7 separate regions of the Mus musculus genome follow, and all the other regions are linked to region 1. A link is a contact called in public HiChIP or PLAC-seq and promoter capture Hi-C data. All regions are on one chromosome and are shown on one strand. The core of a region is the stretch at or near the end of the contact, and the rest is flanking DNA. Distances in the headings are between cores, read along the strand shown. Region 1 holds the start of Plod3 (procollagen-lysine, 2-oxoglutarate 5-dioxygenase 3). Region 2 holds the start of Bcl7b (B cell CLL/lymphoma 7B). Region 3 holds the start of Nsun5 (NOL1/NOP2/Sun domain family, member 5). Region 4 holds the start of Pom121 (nuclear pore membrane protein 121). Region 5 holds the start of Rhbdd2 (rhomboid domain containing 2). Region 6 holds the start of Zfp113 (zinc finger protein 113). Region 7 has its middle 16 kb from the start of Hspb1.

Region 1 (3,537 bases), core at 439-2,938:
CCCACCTCAGGGTACTGCTCTGCCAGCCCCCACTCAGGCCAGCAGAAGCTCTCAGCAGAGAACAGCAGATGACTGCCACTCTGAACAAACTTCTTCAGCAGCTCTGTCGGGCTGCTTGCCAGAATCACGTCGTAGCTGGGCAAGAAAAGGGGAAGACGAGAGCCAGGAGGAACCTCAGTCTCTTTTTCTCTCTCCATAACCAGTTTCCCACTCTTTCCACCCCAGCCCTCCTTACCTGTCCACAAACATGATGATCATGTCTTTCTGATCTGCATATTTCTCCATTTCCTTCTTGAGCCACCTGACCTTCTGGCCTCCACCAACTGTTCGAGCCACATCACCCCCTCGCCACTCCTGTCCCAGGCCCAGGGTCTGCAGGAAAGATCCCACCCCCACGCAGCGGAAGAGGTTCAGCTGGCCAAGATGAGGAAACAGGACCAACCCCCACGACCCCTGCCCTCTCCCGCTGGAATTTCTCCCATGGGTCCCCCCACTCACCCGTACAGTGTAGTTAAAGAACTCCGCAGACTGCAGAAAACGCCGGTACCCCTCTGTCTCTGCCGTAGCCACAGTGATCACCAGCAATTTGTCTGTCATAGCCAGAGAACTGGCACTTAAGACACGGCTTAGTGTCCCACGTGTTTATCCCTCTGTATCACCCCCGACACACACACACACACACACACCTCCATATTACTTCACTAAAGTTCTTTCAGCACATTTGATCTCCAGAAGAGTCGGGTGAGAGTAACATACACGAATGGGGGCTGGGGTGTTCCTGTCTGTCTGGGGAGCCTGGAACCCCAAGTTCTGCATGAGAGGCTAATGCACTGGGAAGGCTGGACACTCCCTTCCAGGCTGGCGGACGTGTCGACCCTGCCCACTGGCCGCCCGGGTTCTCACCTGGGTTGACAGCATTGGCGCCCCGGGGTCGATCGGAGGCAGAAGTTACGGGGGGCAGCGGCGGCAGCAGCAGCAGGAGCAGGAGCAAAAGCCGGGGTTCCGGGCCTGCCGCAGCCATGGCTAGCAGCACGCTTAGGCTACACCCAGGCCCGCACCGGCGCTGAGCTGAGCGCCTGGATTCCGACGCCCCGGGAAGATTCTGGGAAAAGGGGAAACCGAGCCCGCTGAGAGGAGGAGCTGTGCTCGGGACTCCGCCCTGGAAAAAAGGCGTAACCCGAGGCCACCGAAAACCCGAGATGCAGACGGCGAGACAAGGCAAGGATTGTCCCGCGGGCGCGGGCTGGAGGGTGGGGAGGAGCCGAGGGTCCGGTCCTGGGCACTGCCTGACTCACACCGGAGCAACCGAATCCCCCCGGGAGGGGAAGTGACCTTTTGAGGAGGGTCCAGGCGACGCGGGGGCGGGTCTTGACCACAAGTCTGACCCGGAGGAACACAGGACAGCAAGGCCTGGGGTGGCGCGCGGCGGGGGCGACGGGCCCGGAGGGGCCGGGAAGCCGGAGGCGGGATCGCGCGGACATCCTCGTGGGTCTGGGTTCAACAAAGCCACCGAACCTGCCTATCCTGTCCCGCAGCGCGGGGACACGCACCGGGGATGCAAAGGGCACAGGGACAAGAGCGCTCCCCTAAAGACCACCCACGCCAGTTTTTAAAAAGTGACCATTTGCAGGCGGCTCTCAGATTTTTTTTTTTGGGTAACCACAATGCGACCGGAATTAGGTTTGCCCCTATCAAAGATGGCGGAAAGCGAAAGCTTGCTGATCTCCAAGGGAACATCACGTAATGACTTCAAGCGGGAGGGGAAAGACTGCGCACGCGTATGTGTGCACGCCACCGGAAGGGGTGTGCTCAGAGCAAGGGTCGGTGGTTAGTACGCGTGCGCAGTAGGCTCTTCTGTCAACTGTGTTGCGCCAATGGTGGAGAAGAAACCCGCCGGTATGTGAGCCTTGAGTGGTTCGCCCTTTTGTGCTTCCCAAGTTCAAATTCAGCCTAACATCTCCCCGCCTAGCTTTTCACGTCAATTACCTTCGCTCAGTGTTGGGGCAGTCTCGGAACCATTAATTCGTGTTTTGTGACTGCTTGCTTCAGCAGACGTTGGGGATGGAGAGGATGTGTTGTCTCTCCAAAGCCCGGGTGCTATGAGCAGTGGTACTCACCTCGGCTTCTGGATTGTTTTGCTTTTGTTTTTTTTTTGTTTTTTGTTTTTTTCTTCGAGACAGGGTGCGTACCCTTGGCTGTCCTGGAACTAGCTCTGTAGATTAGGCTGGCTTGGAACTCACAGAGATCTGCCTGCCTCTGCCTCTACACTGCTGGGATTAAAGGCGTGCGCCACCATCGCCCCACTTTCCTCCAGCTTCTGGATGTTGGATGGAGGGAACAGAGAAACTTAGGAAATCAAAGGGCTTGGCTTTGGGTACTACACAAACACGTGCACACACACACACGAACATACACACTTCATTCCTTCCTTTCTCTCTTTTTTTAATGTAGCCTAGGCTGCCTATGTAAATTAGGCTGGACCTCAGCCTCTTGGTGTCCTGTAGTCCTGAAGTCTGTGGTTTGGGGGAGTTCTGGTTTGAGACTGGCATGTTATGGGAAACCCAGCACCAGGAATGGGCAGGTGAGATGGTGCATGCAGTAGGTAAAGTTGCTTGCTGCCAAGCCTGACTACTTGAGTTCAGTCCCCAGGATCCACATGATAGGAGAAAAGGCTTCCATACAGTGTCCTCTGATCTCTGCACGTGTACTGCAACACCTACATGTGCACAGAAACACTCAGAATAAATGCACTTTTTGAAGAAAGATAGAAATACAAGAAAAAGAGGTCAGAGATGAGCCCCTGCTGATAGGGTGTTGTCCAGCATGCCCAAAACTCTTGCTCCATCCCCAGCATCACATAAGCCTGGTGTGGCTGTGCACAGGAGGTCATCCCAGGCCAGCCTGGGCTTCCTGAGATCCTATTGAAGGTTGTGGGGGTGAGAAAGGGACAGGCCAAAGAGCGCTATCAATTAAAGAAAAAGGACAGGCAGAAGCAGCCTCGAGAGCAAGAGAGGAGACAAAATGTCGGGATAGGAAATATATCCAACAAGATAGGGGGACATCTGGGAGCCACACTGGGGAGACTTTTAGTCCAAGGAAGGTAGTCGGTGCAGTCACAGGGCACAGGCATGCGTCTCAGGCTGAAGGAACATTCTAGAAATGTACACTGGATTTTGCCCTACTGAATCACAGGTCTTGAGAATATGGAGGCCAGAAGTCAATACTGTGTCAATTCTCAAAGGCGCTCTTTATTTTAATTTGTGTATGTGTGCTGCTCTGTGCAGGTGAGTGTAGGTATCCATGAAGGACAAAAGAGGCAGTTGGAATTACAGAAAGTTGTGAGCCACCCTCATGGCTGCTGGTCCTGGGTCCTGGAAACAGCTGTAGCACTCTGCAAGAGCAGGGAGCGCTGTTAACCACTGAGCCCTCTCTCCAGCTGCAATTTATTGTGTCTCCAGTTATTGCTGGGACTGGGAGGACTTAGAGGCAGCATAAAGGGCCGAAACAAGCTTGCCAAGCTGGAAGAAAGCAGGGTGA
Region 2 (3,537 bases), core at 542-3,041, 1.8 Mb after region 1:
TAGGGACTCTTAAATTGCTTAGATTGGCCTTAAACTTGTGGTCCCCCTGTCTCAGCTTCCTGAGTAGTTGAGCTCACAGGTCTAAGGCATTTGGCCCATTTCACTATGATGATTAGGACTCAAGTCCCCAGCTCTTCCTTGAGTAGCTAGGGGACTATAGGTGTGTTTTGCTGCAGTGTTAGTAGTTTTGAGTTAAAAAGTCAAACATGGGGCTGGGGTAGATATATATAGTTCAGTGCTAGAGAAATTATCACGAGTGAGCAAGGTGGTGGGCACTACCCTCAGAATTAGGGGATGGGAGTTGGTTCAAATATGCGGAATGTCTTGCAGTTCAACCTAATATAATTAAGGAAAATTCTGTGAAGGTGACCTTCGCTAGAATTTCAAAATGTGTCTCTGAGGAACCTACATTGAAATTTCTTTTGAGCATTTTATTATTTTTATGTGTGTGGGTGCTTTACATGCGTGTGTGTCTGCGCATTACACACGTGCTGTGCCCACAGATGCCAGAGGACATGGTATCCCATGGGACTGGAGAAGAGCTGTTAGGGGCCATGTGGTGGAAGAGCAGCCAGGTGCTTTTGACCATTGAGCCATTTTTCTAGCCTACATACTTTTCCTTACCAATAAAAAACAAAAGGGGGTAGAGACTTGAGAATTACATAGGAACAGAGGAATGCCATAAGATGCAGACATTTTCCAACACTTGGGAAACACAGACAGGTGGGTCTTTGAGAGTTCAAGGCCACCCTGGCCTACAAAGAGAGTTCCAGGACAGCCAAAGGATTGGGGACACTGATTCAAAAACAAACAAACCACTCTCGCGGCCTCTTAGCTACTGGGTAAACTGAGGCAGAAGAATCACTGCCAGCCTAAAGCCAGCCTGCGGTCCTCAGGGAGCTCCGGTCAAAAAACAGTAAGGAAATTACAAATCGTTAAGTGAAGTGAATGGCTCAGAGGCTTGGTTCAGAACAATTTAAAGCAATAAAATCCTGACCTAAATTGTTCGCTAATTGTTCTGGGTTTGCAATAAACATTTGCAGGGTCAGGGTACCTTGGTCGCCAAGAGCAAACCTATGGCGAGTGGGCTGGCTAAGGATCCAAGATATCAGGAATTTCTGTTCCAAAAGTGCCATGTTTACAAACTTCCGCTTAATTTCGACCACTTATATCGTATAATAGTCGGCAACAACGGACATCACCGGACACTTGTGCTGCGCAGGAGCGGAAACCGAACCCGGAGCCGCCAAGCAGCATTTCCGCGAGGTCTCCACCGGAAGTGCAACTGTGCAGCGCCAGGCCCCGCCCCAGGCAGAGCGGCCGGAAGCGGCTAATGACAGCTATGGGAGGGGCCATGAGCCGACCGTCTTTCTGATTGGCTACAGGGAACGCGGACTCTGAATTCACGCCGATACCGGCGCGCCCTCCTTTCGCTTTTTGGCTCCGGCCCCCTCCCCCCAGGGCCGGCCTCTTGGTTCCCATCCTGCCTGTTCCTGTATGGCGAGCCTCCGCGCCGGCTTTCCCGCAACCCCACGTCAGCAACCCCTCCGCTCCCGCCCCTCACCATTTCCGCACTTTCTCGATGGCCGCCATCACCTTCTTGATGTCATCTTTAGCCCGGCTACGGGTCTCGGCCCGGACCGAACGGCCGGACATGGCGGCGGCGGGGAGTGGCTGGGGGCCGGGACAGTGCTCCCAAGACGCGGGATATCACGCGCCTCACGCGTCGCCGTCCACCCGCTGCCACCGCAGCACGTCACCGCGGCCGTCGCCCCCCCTCCGTGCGCGCGTGCGCGAGGGAGCGCGCGCACCCGCCCGCCCCTTGGGCCCTCAAGGCCTCAGCGCGCTTGCGCACCCGCCCGGGGGCGTCCCTGCTGTGCGCCTCCAGAGACCCTTTGCCCTCTTGCTGCCAGGCTGAGCCCATCGTCGTCCGCACGTGGTGTGGGCCAGGCGAGGCTGCGAGGGTGGTGGTGGGATGAGGTTTCCAAGTCACCACTTTCCCTACCTGCTGCTTCAATGCATGCCCGGGAATTTTCAATACTGTAGACCAGGCCAACCTCGAATTCACAACCACCTGATTCTGCCTCTCCGGTGCTCTGTGCCATGGCATTTGACCGGAAAATTTTATTTCATTTTGCTTTTCCGAGACAGGGTTTCCTTCTCTGTGTAGCCCTGGCTGTCCTGCAACTCACTCTATAGACCAGGCTGGCCTTGAACTCAGAGATCTACCAGCCTCTGCCTCCCAAGTGCTGGGGTCAAAGGGGTTGGAATTTTCTTTTTTTCTTTTCTTTTTCTTTCTTTCTTTCTTTTTTTTTTTTTTCTTTACATGTATATGGCACAGAGGACAATTTGTAGAAGTTGGTTTTCACTAGTGAGTTTTAGGCTGTTATCAAGTCCTTTAATCCCCCATGACCCCTGACCCTTCAAGGAATTATTTATGCGCTGCATGTTCACCTAAAAGGAGATCTGTGTCATCATTGTCTAAATAGCTGTGTTCCGGAGTCATTATCACACCTTCCTTCATTTTGACTTCTGGTCTTCGAATTCTCAGCTACCCACCTGGAAATTTCTTCTGATTGAATCAACTACTTTTCCAACATCCAGGTCACACTGCGGCTCTTCCTGAGTATTTTGCACCTGGCTCATACTTTTAGCATTCCACTTCACTGTCAGGGAATTCAGTTCTGGATAAAACATTGCCTGTGTTCTGTGCATTGGACCAAGTACTGAGGACATAAATATTTCTCTTTTGAAAGAACTTCTGGACCAGGGACTGTGATGAACACATTTATCCCAGCACTCTGGCGGAAGAGGCAGGTGGATTTCTGAGTTCAAGGCCAGCCTGGTCTACAGAGTGAATTCCAGGACAACCAGGGATATGCAGAGGTTTTCTCTGGGGGGTTGAGGAAGGACAAAAAGAGAAAAGAAAGAGGGGAGTGAAAAGCAGTGATAACAGACCCAATAGAAGGAGGAGGTGACCCACAGCTGACGTTGCATGCCCAGAGGGACTTGTTTGAATCAACTTTGAGGTTTACTTGCAGTTCCAGGAAAACCAAGAGTTCAAGGTCATCCTTGACTGCGTTTAAAGTTTGAGGCCAGTTTAAGGCTGCATGAGACCCCGTCAAAGAAGAGGGAGAGGAGTGTGTCTCCCAGTGACTGTGTAACTTATCCTGAACTTGGCGAAGCTTCTGATTCATGACTCTCAGCCTTCCAGCTGAACATGTTTGCTGGGAAAGGATTCCTAAACAGCTTCTGCAGGGGGCGGGGGGGAAGGGCCCAGGTAACAAATGCAGGGAAATGATTACTGTTGAAATAACTGGATCAAACTCAAATGACCTAATACAAGTGAACCCAGGGCTTACCTAAACATGTCCTACATCAAAGGACACAATGAAGAAGATGTTCTCACTGCTACGGAGATGAAAATAAAGAACAAGAAAAGAATGCAAGGCAGGCCAACAGTGTGCTAAGCTTCACTGCTTATGTTCATGGACACCCGCTCCCCGAACCAGCACAAATACAAGGCCACCCCTTGAC
Region 3 (3,537 bases), core at 349-2,848, 1.6 Mb after region 1:
CTCAGGGCGGGTCTTGAGCGTGTTCACACGCACGAACCGTGGTACCTGGTAGGCTAGAAGTCACAGTGGTCAAGTGGGGAGGGAGGTGAGCCTTCTGAGGGTCACTCCCCTCCCGCCCCTCAGCCTCCAAGTCACCTTGGCCAGGTCTGGAGCTCTCTTGCAACAGGTCCTCATTTCGGCTCACACCCCGATGAACCTTGAGTCGGGCCAGCTCAGCCTTGAGCCTTGCCTGGTGCCGGCCCAGCAGAGCCTTCCATCGGCCTCCACCCCCTCGAAACCCCTTCCCCAGCAATAATTCATACACTAGCACCTGGACAGGAAAAAACACAAAACTATTAACACCATAAAACCCTCCAGTGGGAGAAGTAGGTACCTGTCCAGATGGTCATGTCAATAGAGTTCTCTTGCCCAAGATCACAAAAGAAATTAATGGCATGATGTTAGGGCAAATGTCCATAATGCCAGCAACATCAGATGCATAAGCAAGAAAACTACAAGCTAACTGGGTAATGGTGCCTTTAATCCCAGCACTCAAGAGGCAGAGACAAGCGGTTCTCTGTAAGTTCGAGGTCAGCCTGATCTACAGAGTGAGTTCCAGAACAGCCTGGGTGACACAGAGAAAGCCTGTCTCTAAAGACCGAAGAGGACGAAAGGGGGAGAAGGAAGAGGAGGCAACGGAGGCGGTGGCTCAGCAGTAGGGTAGGAAGCTTGCTTAGTATCCACCAGAGAAGAAATAGGGATTGCAGCTCAGCAATAAGCACCTGCCTAGAATCCCCCAGTGAGGGGCTGGGGGTACTGCTCAAAAATAGAGCATCTGTCTAGTGATGCTGTCCAATGAGGTGTTGTGGGTGTGACTCAGTGGGAGAACTCTTCTATGGCTTGTTGGAGACTCTGGGTTCAATCTCCCAGCATTACAAAAAGACAGGCATCCAGGCAGGCGGGTAAAGAGACGAGAGCAAATGCCATCTGCAAACCCCGTGTCCTGCCCCATGCCTGAAGCTCCCCCTCCCCACCCTACCCCACCCCCCAGGTCGCCAGCAGAGCTCTGGACCCCGACCGACCTTGCCATCATCACCCTGTCCGGTAGGTAGCCTCAGCCACTACTAGTTTGCACCTTCGTCCTACTTAGCCCTTCCTGCAATGCTCCAAGGGGAGTCACATCTGACCCAGCTCAACTGGGACCCCAGAAAGAAGTGTGAGAGCCACGCACGGGTAACAGCCTCTGGCCGCCGCTCACCTTGGCAAGGTGCGGTCTCAGCTTCTTCTCGGCGCGAAGGAGCCCAGCACTGGCGATGACAGCGTCCAGCACGGCCGAGTAGCGCTGCGTCTCGCACACCAGAGCGTACAACTGCTTCAGGTTCTGTGCGACACAGGGGACACCCGCTGCACCCCACGCGGGCCTCGCCTCGCCTCGCCCTCCCGCCCGGACAAGCCCCGCTCCCCAGCCCGGCTTGCCAGCCCCCGGCCTCACTACCTGGAAGTTGCTGGAATACACCAACCCCTTGAGGGAGCCCTGGCGGCTTTCCACGCCGGCCAGCACCGCCGCGGCGGCCGCGTACAGCCCCATGCTCTCCCCGCCTCAAGCGCTCTACGACACTGTCGCAAAACTCGGGCTGGCTTTACGGCCGCCGCAACAATTTGTACAACCGGATTTCCGGAGTCAAAGGGTTCGCTGCTTTCCGTTTTCAGCGTCCAAAAATTAATCTTAGGCTCTAAATCCGAGCGGGCTGGCTCACGCCTTTAATCCTAGCGCGCGGGAAACAGAGGCAGAAGGATCTTTGCGAGTTTAAGGTCAGCTAGGTCTAAGTAGTTACAGGACAGCCAGAGCTACATAATGAGGTCCTGTATGTAGAATGAAAAAAGTCTACTTTCTTTTTAGAATTCAGTGTAGCTATTTTGTAGTTTGTTGTTGTGGATTGGTTTTTTTTTTGTTTGTTTGTTTGTTTTTGTTGTTTTTTTGAGACAGGGTTTCTCTGTGTATCCCCTGGCTGTCTCTGTAGAGACCAGGCTGGCCTCGAACTCAGAAATCCGCCTGCCTCTGCCTCCCAAGTGCTTTTATTAAAGGCGTGCACAACCACGCCAGGCTATTTTGTAGTTTTTAATTTTTTTTTTAAGACTTTGGAACTCAGAAGGCTACGCAGACTCTCCTAGCAGTCCTGTGTCAGCCTCTCCCTGTGACCGGATGAAAGGTTCAGTAATAAAGCACGTGCCTTGATGCCTCCACTGAGAGGTTGGGATGTGGCTCAGTGGTAGAGCCCCTGCCTAGAATCCCCCAGGGAGGGGCTGGGGCGTGGCTCAGTGGTAGAGTCCCTGCCTAGAATCCCCCAGGGAGGGGCTGGGGGCGTGGCTCAGTGGTAGAGCACCTGCCTAGAATCCACTGGTGTGCTTGGAGTTGTTGAACACCCATCTAGTAAATGTGGCTCTCTGGGACCCTAGCGCTGGAAAAAGTAGATTGTTTAAAAAAAAAAAAAAAGTGGGTGTTTAATAGGGCCGACAGACATTGTCCCTCGGAGTAGAGCACTTGCCTAGCATGTGCAAAGCCCTGGGATCAATTCTCAACATTGATGAGGAGGACCAATGATGGGACTCAATCTATATAGAGGGCTTGCCTAACAGGCAGAAAGCCTTTGGTTCCAATCCTTCCACTGTATAAACCGGGCATGATGGTACGCTCCTGATGGCTCACTGGTTAAGAGCACTGTCTGCTTTTCCAAAGGTCCTGAGTTCAATTCCCAGGAACCACATGGTGGTTCACAACCATCTATAAGGGGATCTGATGCCCTCTTCTCACATCTTTTAAGAAAAGAAGGAAGGAAAGGAAGAAAGATTGATTTGAGGTCATCTTTGGCTAGCCAATTCACACCAGCCTGGACTACATGAGACAATCAAAATAATGGTAGTTGGGCCTAAGAAAGGTGGCTCAGACCTTAAGAGCACATACTGTTCCCAGACATGTTAGGCAATCAAAACCTTTTGTAATGCCACCTCCAAGGGATTCCATAGTTTCTGACTGTTGGCTTACAGACAATTCTGCTAGGCTCTGCTCAATAGCAACTTAGCAACAGCTTGCGTCATCGGCTGCCACTTATGCGGCTTGCCAGGTACAGCAGCAGTGTTGAAGAGGACTGCTAGTCACTACCCAAGTCTCCTCTCCTTTCACTCTCGCTGTCCCCACGTGTTCCTGGCCCGCCTGTCTCTTCTTCTTTCTGCCCCACCCCCTTCCCTCCCTCTACCCTTTTCCAAGTCCCCACTCTCTTTCCTTTCCCAACAAACTTTATACTAGGCCTATCGCGTGATTCCTCAAGGGGACGCCTTGGCAGCGCCTGCCAGGCACCTTCTTACTCCGGTCATGACACCTCTGTGGGCACAGCACCCGCAAGCATTCACCTACATAAAAATAAGTATTAAAATAGTAGTAGTAATAATTAATGAGAAAAATGTCAAATGCATTGTTTTTAATAGATGTTTGAAGGCCCCAGTGATAACGTTTAAATATGTGAGGAAATGTTTCTGCCCTCTGCTGGACAAGTTGGGAAG
Region 4 (3,537 bases), core at 455-2,954, 1.6 Mb after region 1:
TCTCAACTTGTGGGTACTGACCCCTCCACCCCAAGACCATCGAGAAAACATCATCTACACTACAAATCATAACGGTAGCAAAATTACACTTAGGAGGTAGCTTTATAGTTTGGGGGTTGGGGGATGTCACCACAACATAAAGAACTGAATAAAACGGTTAAAGCATTAGGAAGGTTGAGAACCACTGCATAAAACCAAGGTGGACAGATAAGGCTGTGTGTGTTTGTGCTTTAATGGATAAGCCTGGGACTGCCCTCTAGTGGCCGATACACAACAAACCCCTACTGGATTACACCTCAGAAACTAAGAATGGCACTGAGCAGGACCACCCTGTTTCTTAACTATCACCAGTGCCCACTGTACTCACTGTCATTTACCAGTTCAGCTAGTTTTATTAACAATATGCATCGTCTCTAAACTCTAATCCCTGCCTCTCCCCGCTTCTCCCTCATCCATCTAGCCTTCCCTCCCCAAGTCTAGTCTTATCTTACTCTTGATTGTGGAGGAATAGCTCTCAGTCTATCATCCTCAAAAAAAGAAGAAACAAACAAAAGGAGGAACGGAGGGAAGGATGGAAAGGGGGGAAATATGGACTGGGAAGATGGTTCCATTGGTACAGGGCTTGCTGAGCAAGCTTGCTTGAGCACAGTAGGAGCCCCTGTAATCCCAAGCACTGAGGTAGGCACAAAAAGATTTTGGGTCTTTTTGGCCAGCCAGCCTAGCCAGGTTGGTGAGCTCTGGGTTTAGTGAGAGACCCTGTGTCAAAGAATAATGTGCAGTGTAATTGAGAAAGACTTGCTGGGCGGTGGTGGTGCACGCCTTTAATCCCAGCACTTGGGAGGCAGAGGCAGGTGGATTTCTGAGTTCCAGGCCAGCCTGGTCTACAGAGTGAGTTCCAGGACAGCCAGGTCTATACAGAGAAACCCTGTCTCGAGAAACAACAACAAAGAAAAGAAAAAAAGGAGATTGAAAGACACTTGCCGTTGACCCTCAACCTCCACGCAAGTGTAAGATGTGATGGTGTGAATGTAATCCCAGCATACATTCAAGCAAAACACACATTTTAAAAAATTATTTTGAGACAGGGTCTCACTGTGTTGCTCCAGCAGGCCTGGAACTGACCTCGCTGCGATAAACAGTGAGCCTCCACACAGGGCCTGATTGGCCTTTTCCAATACAGGGTCTGACTGATCGGGTTTTATTTTGTTTTAGACGGGGAGGGTCTCACTAAGTAGCCCAGGTTGACTTAGAACTCGGGATCCTCCTGCCTTCACCTCCCAAATGCCGGGATTACAGGCGCGTGCCACCCATCTCCGTTCTGTGCCTTGATTTCTAACATCACTCCTCTGCAGTCCAGGAGCGTCAGGGAAACCTCCAGCGTCAAAAACCGGGCTGTACTTTTCTTCTTTTCTTTCTTTCTTTTTTTTTTTTTTTAAGTTTTGCTGTTTTGAGACAGGCTTTATGTCTCCATGTCGCGCTGGAACTGTCTTTGTGAACCAGGCTGGACTCAAACTCACGGAACTCCTCTTGCCTCCGCCTCCCGCGTTCTGAGAGGCAAGGCGTGCACCGATCCGCCTACCTAAGCTGTAATTTTTCAAACTAGGGCTCTCGCGCCGTGCTCCGCACGCGGCGGCGGTTTCCCCTTTCCACCCGGCGCGCCGCGTCGACGACAGTGACGTCGGCGGCGGCGCGCGGCGCGGTGTACCCTGGGATATTTAAGTCCGCTCCGCGGCGCGGAGCCGCGATGTCTCCGGCGGCTGCGGCGGCTGACGGAGGCGAGCGGCGGCGGCCCCCGTTGGGCGGACGGGAAGGCCGGAGCCGGGCCCGCGGCTACGGAGGACCGGCGGGTGCTGCGGCCCTCGGCCTAGCGCTGCTCGGCCTCGCGCTCTACCTGGTGCCCGCGGCGGCCGCGCTGGCCTGGCTGGCCGTGGGGGCGAGCGCGGCCTGGTGGGGCCTGAGCCGAGAACCCCGCGGCCCGAGGGCCCTGTCGTCCTTCGTGCGCGACGCGCGCCGTCACCCGCGGCCAGCTCTCACCGCTTCACCGCCTCCGGCCAAGTCACCAGTCAACGGTAGCCTCTGCGAACCCCGCAGCCCGCTGGGAGGCCCCGACCCGGCTGAGCTCTTACTCATGGGCAGCTACCTGGGCAAGCCCGGCCCGCCCGAGCCTGCCCTCCGGCAGGACCCAAGGGAGAGGCCGGGGCGCCGCCCACCCGCACGCTCCCCGCCTCCGGCCTCGGCGGTCCAGCGAGTCCACCACGTCTACCCCGCGCTCCCCACCCCGCTTTTGCGACCCTCCCGGAGGCCGCCCCACCGGTAAGCCCCGGCGATCTTCCCAGGGTGGGGTCTCTGCGGCCGCGGATTTGACGTAGGGCTCAACCTGTAAATCGGATTTAACTCACCTCCCCTTTTTCTTTTCTTTGCCTTTTCCCTTTCTTTTTATCTCTACGCCCTTCCCTCCCTTTTCCCATTACTCTCTTTTCTCTTTATTTTTTTTCTTTTTCTTTTTTTTTTTTTTTAAGAGAGGGTATTTGATGGCATAGGCTGTCTAATCTCAACCCCGTTCTTTGGCTGAGCCTGTCCTTGAACTCATCCTCCTGCCTCGTCTTCTGAGCGAGTTCACTGATAGGATTACAGGTTTGCACCAGGTTGTATGCTGTGCTGGGATAGAACCCACAGCTTCAGTCATAGCAGGCAAGCTTGCCCTCTACCTATTCCCCAGCCTTTGGGTTTTTGTTCCCCCCCCCCCCCCCCCCGGAGACAGGATCTCATGTATCTGAGCTGTCCCTTGAACTCATGAGGGTGACTTTGGATTGCTGACCCTCCTGCCTTCACCTACTAAATGCTGGGATTACCGGTGTGCTCCACTACACTCAACCCGGATTCTGGATAAAAGCATTTTTTTCTTTTTAAATTGCATATTCACAGGGAGATGAGAGGATAGCTTGCTGGAGTCCTTTTTCTCTTTCCACGTGAATTTGAGGTTGATCTTGGGTCTCCAGCTTGGCAGCAAGCTCCTTCACAAGACGTTTCACTGGCCTTGATAAGTCTGCTTAGTTGAGGTGGTGAATACCTGTTAATGTTTGGTTTTTGCTGTGTATTGGTGGTTAGTTGGGGGAAAGGAAAAAAAAAAAAACTATTCCTACACATCCCAACTGCATGTGCTTTTCTTCTGAAGTACCCATGTGGGCAAGGTTTCCAGTTTCCCTCTTAATTTGATGAAGTCTGTGGTAGAGACAGCCATTAAGCAACTGATATTTTCTGCCTTTGGATGAAATGGGAGAAATGTGCCAAAAAATGCTACGTTCTCTGCTGCTTAGAGAAATTTAAAGTCTGAGCTGTTAGTGTCATAGAGTGCTTTGTCCAGCATGCACACACCCCTAGTTTCTGCTACCAGCACTGTCTAACAGAAAAATAAGAGGTTGAAAGAAGTGTTAATGCCTCTTGTTTCTGCAGTCAGTTGAATTTGGTGTTCTTTTAAGACTGTGGTTCCAGACTGGAGAGATGACACAGTGGTTACTAGCACTGGCTGCTTGCTCT
Region 5 (3,537 bases), core at 291-2,790, 1.4 Mb after region 1:
CTTTGTTTCAAAGTAAACAAAACGAAAACAAAAAAACAAAACCAACAAAAACAAACAAAACAACAAAAACAAAAAACAAAAACCCAGAAAGAAAAAGAGTGCGTGCCTGTCTACACTGGCATTTAGCTGACTGTAAGTGCTACATGTATCCAAAAAAGGGGGAAAAGAAAATTTCAGCTTTAAGCAGGAAACCATTACATCCTATCAGAATATCTCCAGAAGTTTGGTTATTTGCTGGATATGTCCCAAATTGAAATTTTACTGGTAAATATGAAAAAATTCTACATACAACTCTCTAAGATTTAGGTAGCTGACGAGATGGCTCAACAGGCTGAGGTAGGTCCTGCCAATCCCAAAGACCCGAGTTTGATTCCCAGGACCCACATGGGGGAAGAAGAGAAAGACTCCGGTCAGGTTGTCCTCTGACTTTCACAAGAGTGCACACAAGCATATAAATAATGTGTCACATATGTATACCTCTATCTAAAGATGTGGAGATTATATACCCAAAGCCCTAGTTTTAAATCACCATACTAAAAACAAAGTGCGGGGCTCCTATCTCAATATTATGATGTGTTAGCTCTGCGAATCTCTGTATTCAACCTCAATTTCTGGTAAACAGGCAATTTAATATGGCCTGTCATGAAATCACAGCGAGGATTACATGAAATGAACGCGCAGGCCTCTGTTAACGTTAGAAGCAACAGGGATTTCCCAGGAAAGAATGAGGAAGAAACAAAGACTAAGAATCCTGTCTTTTACAAAGGGATGATTACCAGACTTAATTAGTTTGAGAAATTTCTCTCCTCTGAGAAAACAAACACTTTACCAGCTCCTTCTGTGAGCTGGGATTAGGAGTCAGGATTAAGGTAAAGACGCAGCAGAAAATTCTAGAGTCAAGAGGAAAAGCCATCCATTGGGTTGACAGTAGACAATTGTCACGATAAAGGTGAGAAACGTTTGGTTTGTTCCTGTGGGGCTCGGGCCGTCAGCAGATGGGGTTTGTGTTTATAAAACGTGAATGGCTTAGGAAGTGTGTTCACCCTCGAGATCAAAGAATGAATGGATCTGGGGTAACATGGAAGGGGGCGATTGTGGGTAGAGAAGGAGTTGGCGGAAATGATCCGGCTTTGGACAAGACATGCTGGAGCTCCAAGTGGGGAGAATGGTGGTGGGCACGGAGGTCTGGGGTTGGCTGGCAGTGAGGCTGGAGATCAGGGACCGGGGAGTCTGCGGGCTGAGGAAGCGCGCCATCCCCGCCCCGCCTCTTCTCACCTTGCCAGTTGCGCAGGGCCTCGGAGCGCAGAGACAGCCCCGAGGGCGCCAGAGGCGGCTGCAGCAGGAACAGGCGGGGGCCCGACACCAGCAGCGAGAGCAGGGCGGTGAAGAATGTGGCGGAGGGCACCTCGGGACACGAGCACCAGAAGCGACTCGCGGGGCCCGGGGCCGCCATGGCCGCGAGCCCTTCCAGCGTGCGGCCTCGGTACTCCCCGCCTCCCTCCTCAATTTCCGCCTCCTTGCGGCGGTCTCCCCTGGCAACAGCGGAAGACTGGCCTCTCCTCAAGCACCGCCCCATGGGGGGGTGGGGGTGGGGGAAGGCCCAATCCCGTGGAGTCCTCCGCTCTTACCCGCCCAAAGGAGGCCGGGAGTTGTAGTTCCAGCTTACCTACGGGTGTTGTGCGGGCTGCCGCCTCAGGAGTATTCTTGCCTAGACCTCAGCTTCCTTCTTCTTGATTTTTAATTAAAAACAAACAAACAAACAAACAAACAAACAAGCAAAACCAAAAAAACATTTGATTACATCTGTTTGAGTGTGAGAGAGGGGCATGTGCGTGCAACGCGCGTGGAGGGTAGATGAAAACTTAAGGTTGAGTTTATCATCTCCTTCCACCTCTGGGTCCTGGGAATAGAACTTGGGTAATCAGGCTTGGCAGCAGTGCCTTTACCCACTGAGTCATCTCTTTAGCCCTTTTTATTTTTCTTTTTTTCTTTTCTTTTTTTTTTTAGATTTTATTTGCGTTTGGCTCAGTGAGAGAAGGTGTGGAGGTGCACACACAAACACCTTTACTCTCAGCCATCTCAAAGGCTCCCTTTAAAAATTTTAATCAACCTATATTTATTATACCAAGTAATGGTTTCATTATGGCATTTTCTTACATGTGTATAATGTACTTTGATCATATTTTATCGGGGCTCCATTACCCCCTCTTGCCTTCCCATCTTAGTTTCTCTTTTGCTTCCATGTTTCTTTTCTTTTCTCTTCTTTCCTTCTTTCTTCCTTCCTTTCTTTCTTTCTTTCTTTCTTTCTTTCTTTCTTTCTTTCTTTCTTTCTTTTTAAATTTTTGCGACCCAGTGAGTTTCATTAAAGTCGCTTTCAGGAGCAAATGTCTCTCCTCCCAACAGCCATTAACTACTAGTAGATCCTCATTGAGGGAGAGGGGTCTTGAAAAACATTTCTTCCTCTTGCTTTTGGCTTTTACACAAATTTGACTCTGAACTCTGGGTCTCCATCTCCAGAAAGCAGGGATTTTAGATGTGCACCACCTCCCTCAGTTTATGCAGTAATGAGGCTCGAACCCAGGGACTCCAGCATGCTACCAACTGAACTATGCTTTCAGCCGGGTCCTTCTCACTGTAATGGTATGACGTCGTGAGGACCACGGAGCCCTATTCTCCCACAGACTTGTGTTTGTCTCTGTCCTGCCAAAGAGGAAACTGAGTCTATGGGGATCCCTGAGGGATACAGTTCAATAGCAAAGAAAGAATTAAAACTTGGTTCTTCCTGCCTGAATTGGCCAAGAAGACAGAGCCAGCACTTTCTGGAGCTGGACTGGAGATAAAGTAAGAGGAGGCGGGGAAGGAGACAATTGAAGGGACACTAGAGCTACTATACATGCGCTATGAGCGTACGCCATGACGCTTTTGCTAAACTTTGCTTTAGCCTTTTGCAGTTTGAAAAGCGCTTCCTGCAGAGCAAAGCTATTTCTGGTGAACAGCTAGAGTATCCTTTGTGAGCTACAAGTGCTTTAGCAGGTGAGGTAGCTTCCCGACCAAGTCGCGGGTGAGAAGAGTCAGGAAATTGAATCCCAGTTTGCTGGGTCCCAGGGGGCGACATCAAGATATTCCTTTTTCAATATGTTCAGTTTTGGCAGTACTGGGCAGCCTACAGCCTAGTGCATGAAAGGTTAAGAGGTCTATCACTGAACTACAGCCCCATTCCTCCTCCCCAATATTTATGTATGCATTATATACATATATACGGTATATACATATACTTTTGAAAAATAATCAGATGTAATCAAGAAACCATCCATTTGATAAGCCCATTGAATCCACCATCCCAAGAAAAAAACTAATAGCTTTGCTTGCATAACACCTACCACTAGGGGGCAGCAGGGGTTATAGACACCTGATAGAAATAATGAGAGAATTTTAAACAGTGGGGAGGAATACAGGGAGATACACAGCTTGGGACCTGAGTTTGACCCCATGGATCCACGTGATGGATGGAGAGAGCTAGAGAGCCGACTTCTGTAA
Region 6 (3,537 bases), core at 348-2,847, 1.2 Mb before region 1:
TGGGGATGGGGACCCAGGGCTTCAGCCAGGCTAGTCAAGCAATCTAAAAGCAAAGCTGTGGGCTGGAGAGATGGCTCAGTGGTTAAGAGCACTGACTGCTCTTTCGAAGATCCTGAGTTCAAATCCCAGCAACCACATGGTGGCTCACAACCATCTGTAATGAGATCTGACGCCCTCTTCTGGGGCATCTGAAGACAGCTACAGTGTACTTAGATATAATAATAATAATAAGTAAATCTTTAAAAAAAAAAAAAGTACTGGCTGCTCTTCCAGAGGACCCAGATTCCATGCACTCATATGGCCACTCATTACCGTAACTCCAGTTCCAGAAGATGTGATGGCTTCATCTGACCTATATCTGAATCAGGTGTGTGTGTATGTGTGTGTGTATGCAGGAGAAAAACACTCATTAAAATACTAAATCTTCAAATAAATATTAAATCTATTAAAATAATTTTTTGTCTTGCTTTTTTTGAGACAGGGTTTCTCTATGTAGCCCTGGCTGTCTGGAACTCACTCTGTGACCAGCCTGGCCTCGAACTCAGAAATCTACCTGCCTCTGTCTCCCAAGTGCTGGGATTAAAGGCGTGCACCACCACTGCCTGGTTAAAATAAATCTTTTAAAAACTGAGTGCTGAGTGCTTTAAAAAAAAACCCATGGTGCTATTTTGGATATAATATCATTAGCACCAACATAAATTCCAAATTTTAAAAATATAACTATTATACTTATCAAGCAGTGGAGAAATCATGTTAAAAAGGTAATCCTTTTTTCTACTATAAGAAGTTTTGAAATAAAATATTTTCTTAATTAGTGAGAATGTTCAAAATAATTAAAGAAAAATTGATGAGTAAAAAAAAAAAAACAAAAAAACAAAAAAAAAAAAAAAACAAAAACGGGGGCTGGAGACATGGCTCAGTGGTTAAGAGCACTGACTGCTCTTCCGGAGGTCCTGTGTTCAAATCCCAGCAACCACATGGTGGCTCAAAACCATCTGTAACAAGACCTGACTCCCTCTTCTGGTATCTGAAGACAGCTACAGTGTACTTACATATAATAAATAAAATAAATCTTAAAAAAAAAAAAACCAGAAAAACAAAACAAAAACCAAAACCCATGGTGCACTTTTATTTATTTATTTTTTTGTTTGTTTGTTTTGTTTTGTATCATAGGCCAGGCTGGCCTCACAGAGATCTGCCTGACTGTGCTTCCCCAGCGCTGGGATTAAAGGCGTGCGCCATCACGACCAGCCAATGGTGCACATTTATATTAAAGGATTCTTCAAGTTTCATATATTTGCTATGGAGGTGATGGTGTACTCTCTCTCTTGCTATGGAGGTGATGGTGTACTCTCTCTCTCAGAGCCACTAGAACTTGTGCCCTGAATTTCCTGGACCTCCAACTTCTTCAGCTTACGCATCGTCCCTTCCCAACCTGGCCAGCAAGTGGCGCAGTCTGGTGCCCTTGTTTCCCAGCACCATCGAGAACAGCACCATCAGCGTACCATCGAGAGATGAAGACCTCCCATTTTCCTAGAGAGAGCAAGTGGGCATTTGTTGTCCTGGGTGGTGAGAAAGGACGACCCGGAAACGATATGGGGAGGGGCAGTTTCCGTTCTTTGTTCTGTTCTCCGTTGTGTGGGTCTGTAACAGGGTCCAACAGGACCTGTTTCGTGTCCGGCCCCCTAAGTCTTACGTCCCTGTCCCCAGGGTGAGTGGGGCCATCTCCCGGACTCGCGGTGAGGTGGAAGTTGTGGTCTCCGGGGAAGGGGGTTGGTGTTCACACGTCCGCGGCCCGCCGGGGTTCTGGGCCCACCTTCCTCCTGCAGTCGCTGTCCAGCTCCGCAACCCTAGCTGCAGGCGCGCAGCGTGATCCCGGGTGTCGCGTAATGGGACTCCGGGTCTGCTTTTGTGTCTCTTACCGTCCCCAGCCCCAGTGTTTAAAATTCCTAGCGTCGCTACGGAGGTCTCCCTCTCTTTAAAACAACTGATGACAGATTGCCACCCTAACTTGGTACTCTCAGCACACCGATTTCTGTGTGAGGGCAGGAGAAGGAAGTTTTTCCTTAATTGGATCGGAAAACCAGACAGTAGTTCTGGGTCGCAGTGAGAACTAGGGCTTGGGAGGAGGTGCGAACTCGGGTCCTCCGTAACCTCACCAAGATCTCATGTCCTATGGCTATGAATAGGGTTTTTTTGTTTTGTTTTTTGTTTTTTTTTTTAAGCTTACTGACTGATACCTTTTCGTGGACATGCTGGGGCCGGCTCCCTGCAGAAGTGGCCGAGTATGTCCAGTGCATTAGCTGGCTAAAACATTGAGAACCTAGTTGAACACAGAGAACCTTAGTCCATTTCAGCTCTCTTAGGGTGTACTGAAAAGACAGTATGTGATGGTCTTTGCTGGTAGTTCCTAGCACATTCCTTTACCCTCCGTACTTCTTAAGTACCTATATTAGACATAAACTGAACCCGATTTCCCCATTTTGACCCCTTAATCATACAGAACTGGTAGAACCTAAAACAGAAATTCTCAACCTTCCTCATGCTATGACCTTTTAATGCAGTTTCTCATGTGATGACCCCCAACCGTAAAGTTATTATTGTCACTACTTCATAACCGTATTTTTTTTGCTACTGATAAGAACAGTAATGTAAATATCTGTGTTTTCCAATAGTCTTAGGTAACCCCTGTGAAAGAGTCATTCAACTTTCAAAGGGGTCACGACCTACAAGTTTGAGAAACAATGACCTAATGTGAATTTCCAGGAATTAGCCAAATTGGCTTGCTCACATCTAATCCCAGCACAGAGGCAAATGAAGCAAGGCCAACTTGTCCTATACAGTGAATTCCAAGCTAGTCTGGGCTATAGCCTGATTCTTACCCAATAAAGAAAGACCAAACCAAACAAACAAAAACCTCAGAACTGCACAAAAGGTGCTAAGTTTCCAGTCATCGCTACCTTAATCCTATAGTGAGTTACTCCAAAGAAAGAGGAAAGGATCCAGGAGGCGAAGCCTCTCTTGACCTGTGCTTACAGCCAGGTGGTCTTTAATCCCAGCACTCGGGAGGCAGAGGCAGGCAGATTTCTGAGTTCGAGGCCATCCTGGTCTACAAAGTGAGTTCCAGGACGGCCAGGGCTATACAGAGAAACCCTGTCTCCAAAAAACCAAAAAAAACCCCAAATCAACAGGGCAAGAGAAAGGCCCTGCCCACACCTGGATGGTTTTACTCTGTAGTTTGTTGTTTTCGAGACAGCTCTCTCTCCCCGTAGCCCTGGCTGTCCTTGAACTCTCTATGCACACTAGGCAGGCTTTAAACTCTGATCTGTCTACTTCTCTGCCTAAGTGCTGGGATCGAAGGCGTGCATCATCATGCCCAGCTTTTAAGCTGTGTGTGTGCATGCCTGTTTCTCTGAGGTAGAGACTAAGTTGGCACCATCCTGTCTCAGCCTCGTAGGTGATAGAATTTCAGGCCTGTGCCACCTATGCCAAGTGGTTCACCTTTTTTGTTGTTGTTTCAAGACAATTTTTCTCTGT
Region 7 (3,537 bases), core at 778-3,277, 1.1 Mb after region 1:
CACTTGAGGCAGAGATGGGTGTGGCTCTGAGTTCCCGGGAGGGGGTGTGTCACTCTACTGCTGAGCTTCTTGCCCCCTCCTCAGCCAATCACTAGAGAATGTTTGACGGGTGCTGTGTGGTATGTATGAGTAGCCCTTGCTTGCTGGGGGATCCCCCTCCCCCAAGCTGTGCCTTGGTTGTTAGTGCTTTAGTTAGTGTGGGAACTTTGGATTCCACAGGAGCAATAGTGCTTTCCAAAAGTACTTTCCCCATATCAGTTAGAAGGGGTTTTGCCAGCCAGCCAGGCAGTGGTGGCAAAGATTGCCTTTAATCCCAGCACTCTTAAATTTGAGGCCAGCCTGGGTCTACAGGATGAGTTCCAGAACAGCCAGGGCTACACACAGAAACCCTGCCTCAAAAAGGGTGGGTGTGGGAGAGAGAGAGAGAGAGAGAGAGAGAGAGAGAGAGAGAGAGAGTGTGTGTGTGTGTGTGTGTGTGTGTAAGGAGTGTTCCCTAGAGTTGAAGATTCTTCTTGCAAAAGAACTGCTGGGAATACTGCTGTCCCTCCACAGTGCTGACTTCTCAGTCTGCGTGAAGTAAGGGAGGGGGGCAGAAGGGTGGAAACCTGGCCCCTCGGTCAGGAAACGAGAGTTGGGCAACTATCGGCTGGGTAAGCCCAGCCTGTTCTGAGTCAGTCTTTGAATTTTAATCATTCTAACTGTTGTCCAGAGCCCCACCATGATATACCCTATTGTGGGGGCAGAAGCTAGAGGTGCCATATCATTGGTATATGTGGTGCATTGACTTAAAAAACAAAACAAAAAACGCAAGGTTTTATTTCTAGTCTGGAAGTCAGAATGCCTTTCCCTTCCAAGTGCTGGGAATAAGGGCATTGGACAGAGACTAAGCCGTGGTCACGGACTGGATCCCCCTCTTAGACGTTTCAAGACAAAATGAAGCTGGGTAAGGATAACAGGCCCTGGGAGGGAGCTCAATCAAATTGGTAAAGTGTTTGCTTATCATACATGAAATCGAGCCAGGTGTGGTGGTGCACACCTTTAGTTTCAACATTTGGGAAGCAGAAGCAGGTAGATCTGTGAGTTCAAGGCCAGCCTGGTCTACAGAGCGAGTTCCAGGACAGGGCTACACAGAGAAACCCTGTCACAAAACAAACAAACAAAAAAAAACAACAAAAACAACCCACAAACTCCATGCACATCAAGACCACCAGGGTGCATGTGGGGGCACACCTGCTGAAGTGGGGTACACCTGATATTCCTAGCACTCTCAGAGGCTGGAGGCTGAGTTCTAGATTGAGAGCTGGAGCCGAGGCTAGGTTGGGAAGAGTGTGCCGTGCTTTTACCAGGACCCAGCACCCTGGCAAGCCAGGCGACCTGTGCTCCAAAGGACCGTCAACAACTGATGCTTGCTGCCTTCCAGCCTACCTGAGGAAATTCACATCCCAGGTTCAGGAAAAGAGCCTGGCTCCGGAAGAGGCAGTAAGCAGTAGAGGATACCCCAACACCCTCTTCAGGCCTCTGCATATGCCTGTGTACACAACACACCCACACAAAATCTTTTTTAAAGTTGCAAGGTAATGTTCAAGACTAGCTTGGATTGCATGAAACCAGTCTCAGAAAGAAAGGAAAGCAAAGTTAAAAGCGGGGGAGGATGCTGAGAAGATGAGGTGCAAAACGAAGACACATTTCTGGGGTTCAAGGCCTACTTCCATACATTTCAGACTAGCTTGGGCTGCATATGACCGGGTCTCAAAGTTTTGTCAGGCCCTGTGAGTATAGAACTCCAAAGACGGCTAGGAGCAATGTTGTGAGTTTGAAGCCAGAGTCATACAGTTAGACCTTGTCTAAAAGAAACAAAAAAGGAAAGAAAGAAAAAAGGCCAAGGAAGGTAGAGCGTTAATACAAGATCCTGGAGTTGGGGTAACTGGGATTGGGATTCAGGAATCTTCCCTTCTGGGATCTATTTTCCCCAAACCCTCAATGACTCCAGCACCGACGTCCTCTGCCTCCCCCTGGTGGGTACTGCCGGTTCTGCAGCTGTCCCCGTTAGTGCGGGTATTTGCTTCCAGCCTTGAGCCCAGACCCTGATGACAGTAGCGACCTCGAGGCCAGCCCATCTGAGATCTCCATTCCCGAGTTTCTGCATGTTCCCCTTCCCAAACACCTGGGCTTGAAACGAAGGATTGTGCTGCCTGCGTGTGCCCATAAGAGCCAGGCATCTAAGAGTGACCACTCTCCTACCTCTGGCCATTGCGGACTGCCCAGGTACCCGGCTGTAAGCTAGGCAGGGCTGCGGCTCAGCCCCGCCCCACCCAGCACGGAGATTGCCTTCTAGCCCGAGCGTGGCAAGAGCCAATCACAAGCCAGCATCTCGCCTCCGTGCCAATGGCCGGCCTGTTGCTGGGTCTCGCATCCCTCCTTTGGAATTCGCCTGCCGAGCCCGCCGCAGTGCTAATGCGGAGCTTATCATGGCTTCCGGGTCCTCTTCACTCCGCTTTGTCTCCTCCTTTGTAGTCCTTACCGAATAATCTGCTTTGGCCTTTTAGGGCGTAAAAACCTCCTTTAGAGGGTGGTGCATCAAGCTCCAGGTGGTCCTCGCCCTCAGGGTTGCTATAGAAACAGTGACCCACTCTCTGACCTCTAAGCTTGCTGCAGTCCCTAATCTCCATATTATCTTCCCGAACCGATCCCAAGAAATCTATCTACATTTCTCCTGTGTCCTTAACTGGGGAACCGGGGCTCAGCATCTTTGTGCTCCAGTCCACATACTCTGGGAGAGCCCAAAGGTGAATGACCAATATGCCAAGTTTCATCCCCTCACACGCTGGCCCTTTGGTAGTGGGCTATGATAGGCTATGATAGTCCGGGGGACCTAGAAGCCAGTTTCTTCTCTCTGTAGTATTCAAGGCCCCAGCCAGCTCTGGTCAGATATTTACGATTTCAAATTAATGGTGGCCAATTAGGAATCAGCTTGCAACAAGGTCAGAAGAAGAAAAGAGTGTCGGCTCCTCCCTTGTCATTTTCTAACCATGAATTAGGGAGATGAGGCTAGGTGTGGAGGTGCACGCCATTTATCCCAGCACTCAGAAGGCAGTGGCAGTCTTATGACAGTGAGTTCGAGGACAGCATGGTCTGCATACCAAATTCCAGGACAGCCAGATAGACAGCTACATAGTAGTAGTAGGAGGATTGGAGGAATTGTGTGTGTTTACATGTGTGAGTGAGTTCTCTCCTTCCACCATGTGGACCTCAGATATTAAATTCAGGTCTCTCAACAGACTTGGCACGGGCTCCTTTCTCCACGATGCCATCTCATTGGCTCAAAGATCAGTTTTCTGTCATTCAGCCATGCCTCATCTTGTATGAGGGAAGAAAAATCAGGGTTTGAATTCACATTTCACTGTGTCCTAAGTATGCAGGGCATACCATTTAGCCTACCTACCTCACAAAGAGTGTCGGTGGAGGGCTACACAGAGAAATCTCAAAAAATCAAACCAACCAAACACACACACACACACACACACACACACACACACA

The links. Promoter capture Hi-C pulls out the DNA fragments that hold promoters and counts their contacts. HiChIP or PLAC-seq counts read pairs in DNA pulled down with a chosen protein or histone mark.
Region 2: a promoter capture Hi-C map of pre-B cells shows a contact between it and region 1, with 2.7 times the contacts expected there. The contact joins the promoter of Bcl7b here to the promoter of Plod3 in region 1. A contact is called at or near these places in 2 of 39 promoter capture datasets (liver and pre-B cells).
Region 3: a contact with region 1 is called in a promoter capture Hi-C map of liver, with 5 times the contacts expected there. The contact joins the promoter of Nsun5 here to the promoter of Plod3 in region 1. A contact is called at or near these places in 3 of 39 promoter capture datasets (liver and pre-B cells).
Region 4: a contact with region 1 is called in a promoter capture Hi-C map of pre-B cells, with 7 times the contacts expected there. The contact joins the promoter of Pom121 here to the promoter of Plod3 in region 1. A contact is called at or near these places in 3 of 39 promoter capture datasets (liver and pre-B cells).
Region 5: a contact with region 1 is called in a promoter capture Hi-C map of pre-B cells, with 4 times the contacts expected there. The contact joins the promoter of Rhbdd2 here to the promoter of Plod3 in region 1. A contact is called at or near these places in 2 of 39 promoter capture datasets (the C10 cell line and pre-B cells) and 1 of 484 Hi-C or Micro-C datasets (CD4 T cells).
Region 6: an H3K27ac HiChIP or PLAC-seq map of microglia shows a contact between it and region 1, with 7 times the contacts expected there. The contact joins the promoter of Zfp113 here to the promoter of Plod3 in region 1. A contact is called at or near these places in 3 of 39 promoter capture datasets (3T3-L1-derived adipocytes, liver and pre-B cells), 2 of 484 Hi-C or Micro-C datasets (CD8 T cells and regulatory T cells) and 3 of 115 datasets of contacts at active chromatin or transcription factors (astrocytes, embryonic forebrain and microglia).
Region 7: a promoter capture Hi-C map of liver shows a contact between it and region 1, with 2.5 times the contacts expected there. The contact joins the enhancer-like site here to the promoter of Plod3 in region 1. A contact is called at or near these places in 4 of 39 promoter capture datasets (the C10 cell line, the HPC-7 cell line and liver) and 2 of 115 datasets of contacts at active chromatin or transcription factors (large pre-B cells and pancreatic cancer cells).

What each region holds. Positions count from the first base shown.
Region 1 is chr5:136,985,170-136,988,706 of GRCm38.p6, reverse strand. It overlaps Plod3 (procollagen-lysine, 2-oxoglutarate 5-dioxygenase 3), which reads right to left and starts at 1,688. Exons shown (of 19, transcript NM_011962.3): 1 at 904-1,688; 2 at 499-590; 3 at 236-372; 4 at 1-135. The coding sequence starts at 1,021. Znhit1 (zinc finger, HIT domain containing 1) reads left to right here and starts at 1,803. Exons shown (of 5, transcript NM_001310747.1): 1 at 1,803-1,896. The coding sequence starts at 1,875.
Region 2 is chr5:135,166,626-135,170,162 of GRCm38.p6, reverse strand. Bcl7b (B cell CLL/lymphoma 7B) reads right to left here and starts at 1,791. Exons shown (of 6, transcript NM_009745.2): 1 at 1,565-1,791. The coding sequence starts at 1,656.
Region 3 is chr5:135,368,014-135,371,550 of GRCm38.p6, reverse strand. It overlaps Nsun5 (NOL1/NOP2/Sun domain family, member 5), which reads right to left and starts at 1,598. Exons shown (of 10, transcript NM_145414.2): 1 at 1,475-1,598; 2 at 1,238-1,360; 3 at 136-310; 4 at 1-53. The coding sequence starts at 1,567.
Region 4 is chr5:135,392,713-135,396,249 of GRCm38.p6, reverse strand. It overlaps Pom121 (nuclear pore membrane protein 121), which reads left to right and starts at 1,704. Exons shown (of 13, transcript NM_148932.2): 1 at 1,704-2,313. The coding sequence starts at 1,745.
Region 5 is chr5:135,630,657-135,634,193 of GRCm38.p6, reverse strand. It overlaps Rhbdd2 (rhomboid domain containing 2), which reads right to left and starts at 1,540. Exons shown (of 4, transcript NM_146002.2): 1 at 1,276-1,540. The coding sequence starts at 1,453.
Region 6 is chr5:138,153,804-138,157,340 of GRCm38.p6, reverse strand. It overlaps Zfp113 (zinc finger protein 113), which reads left to right and starts at 1,597. Exons shown (of 5, transcript NM_019747.4): 1 at 1,597-1,711.
Region 7 is chr5:135,902,566-135,906,102 of GRCm38.p6, reverse strand. No RefSeq gene overlaps it. Among named protein-coding and RNA genes, the nearest start is that of Hspb1, 16 kb to the right of the region's middle. Within about 2 kb of position 2,027, at least 250 of the 459 cell types and tissues checked have an H3K27ac peak or open chromatin away from gene starts, as enhancers often do. A contact at or near this core is called in liver and pancreatic cancer cells, where this site is marked.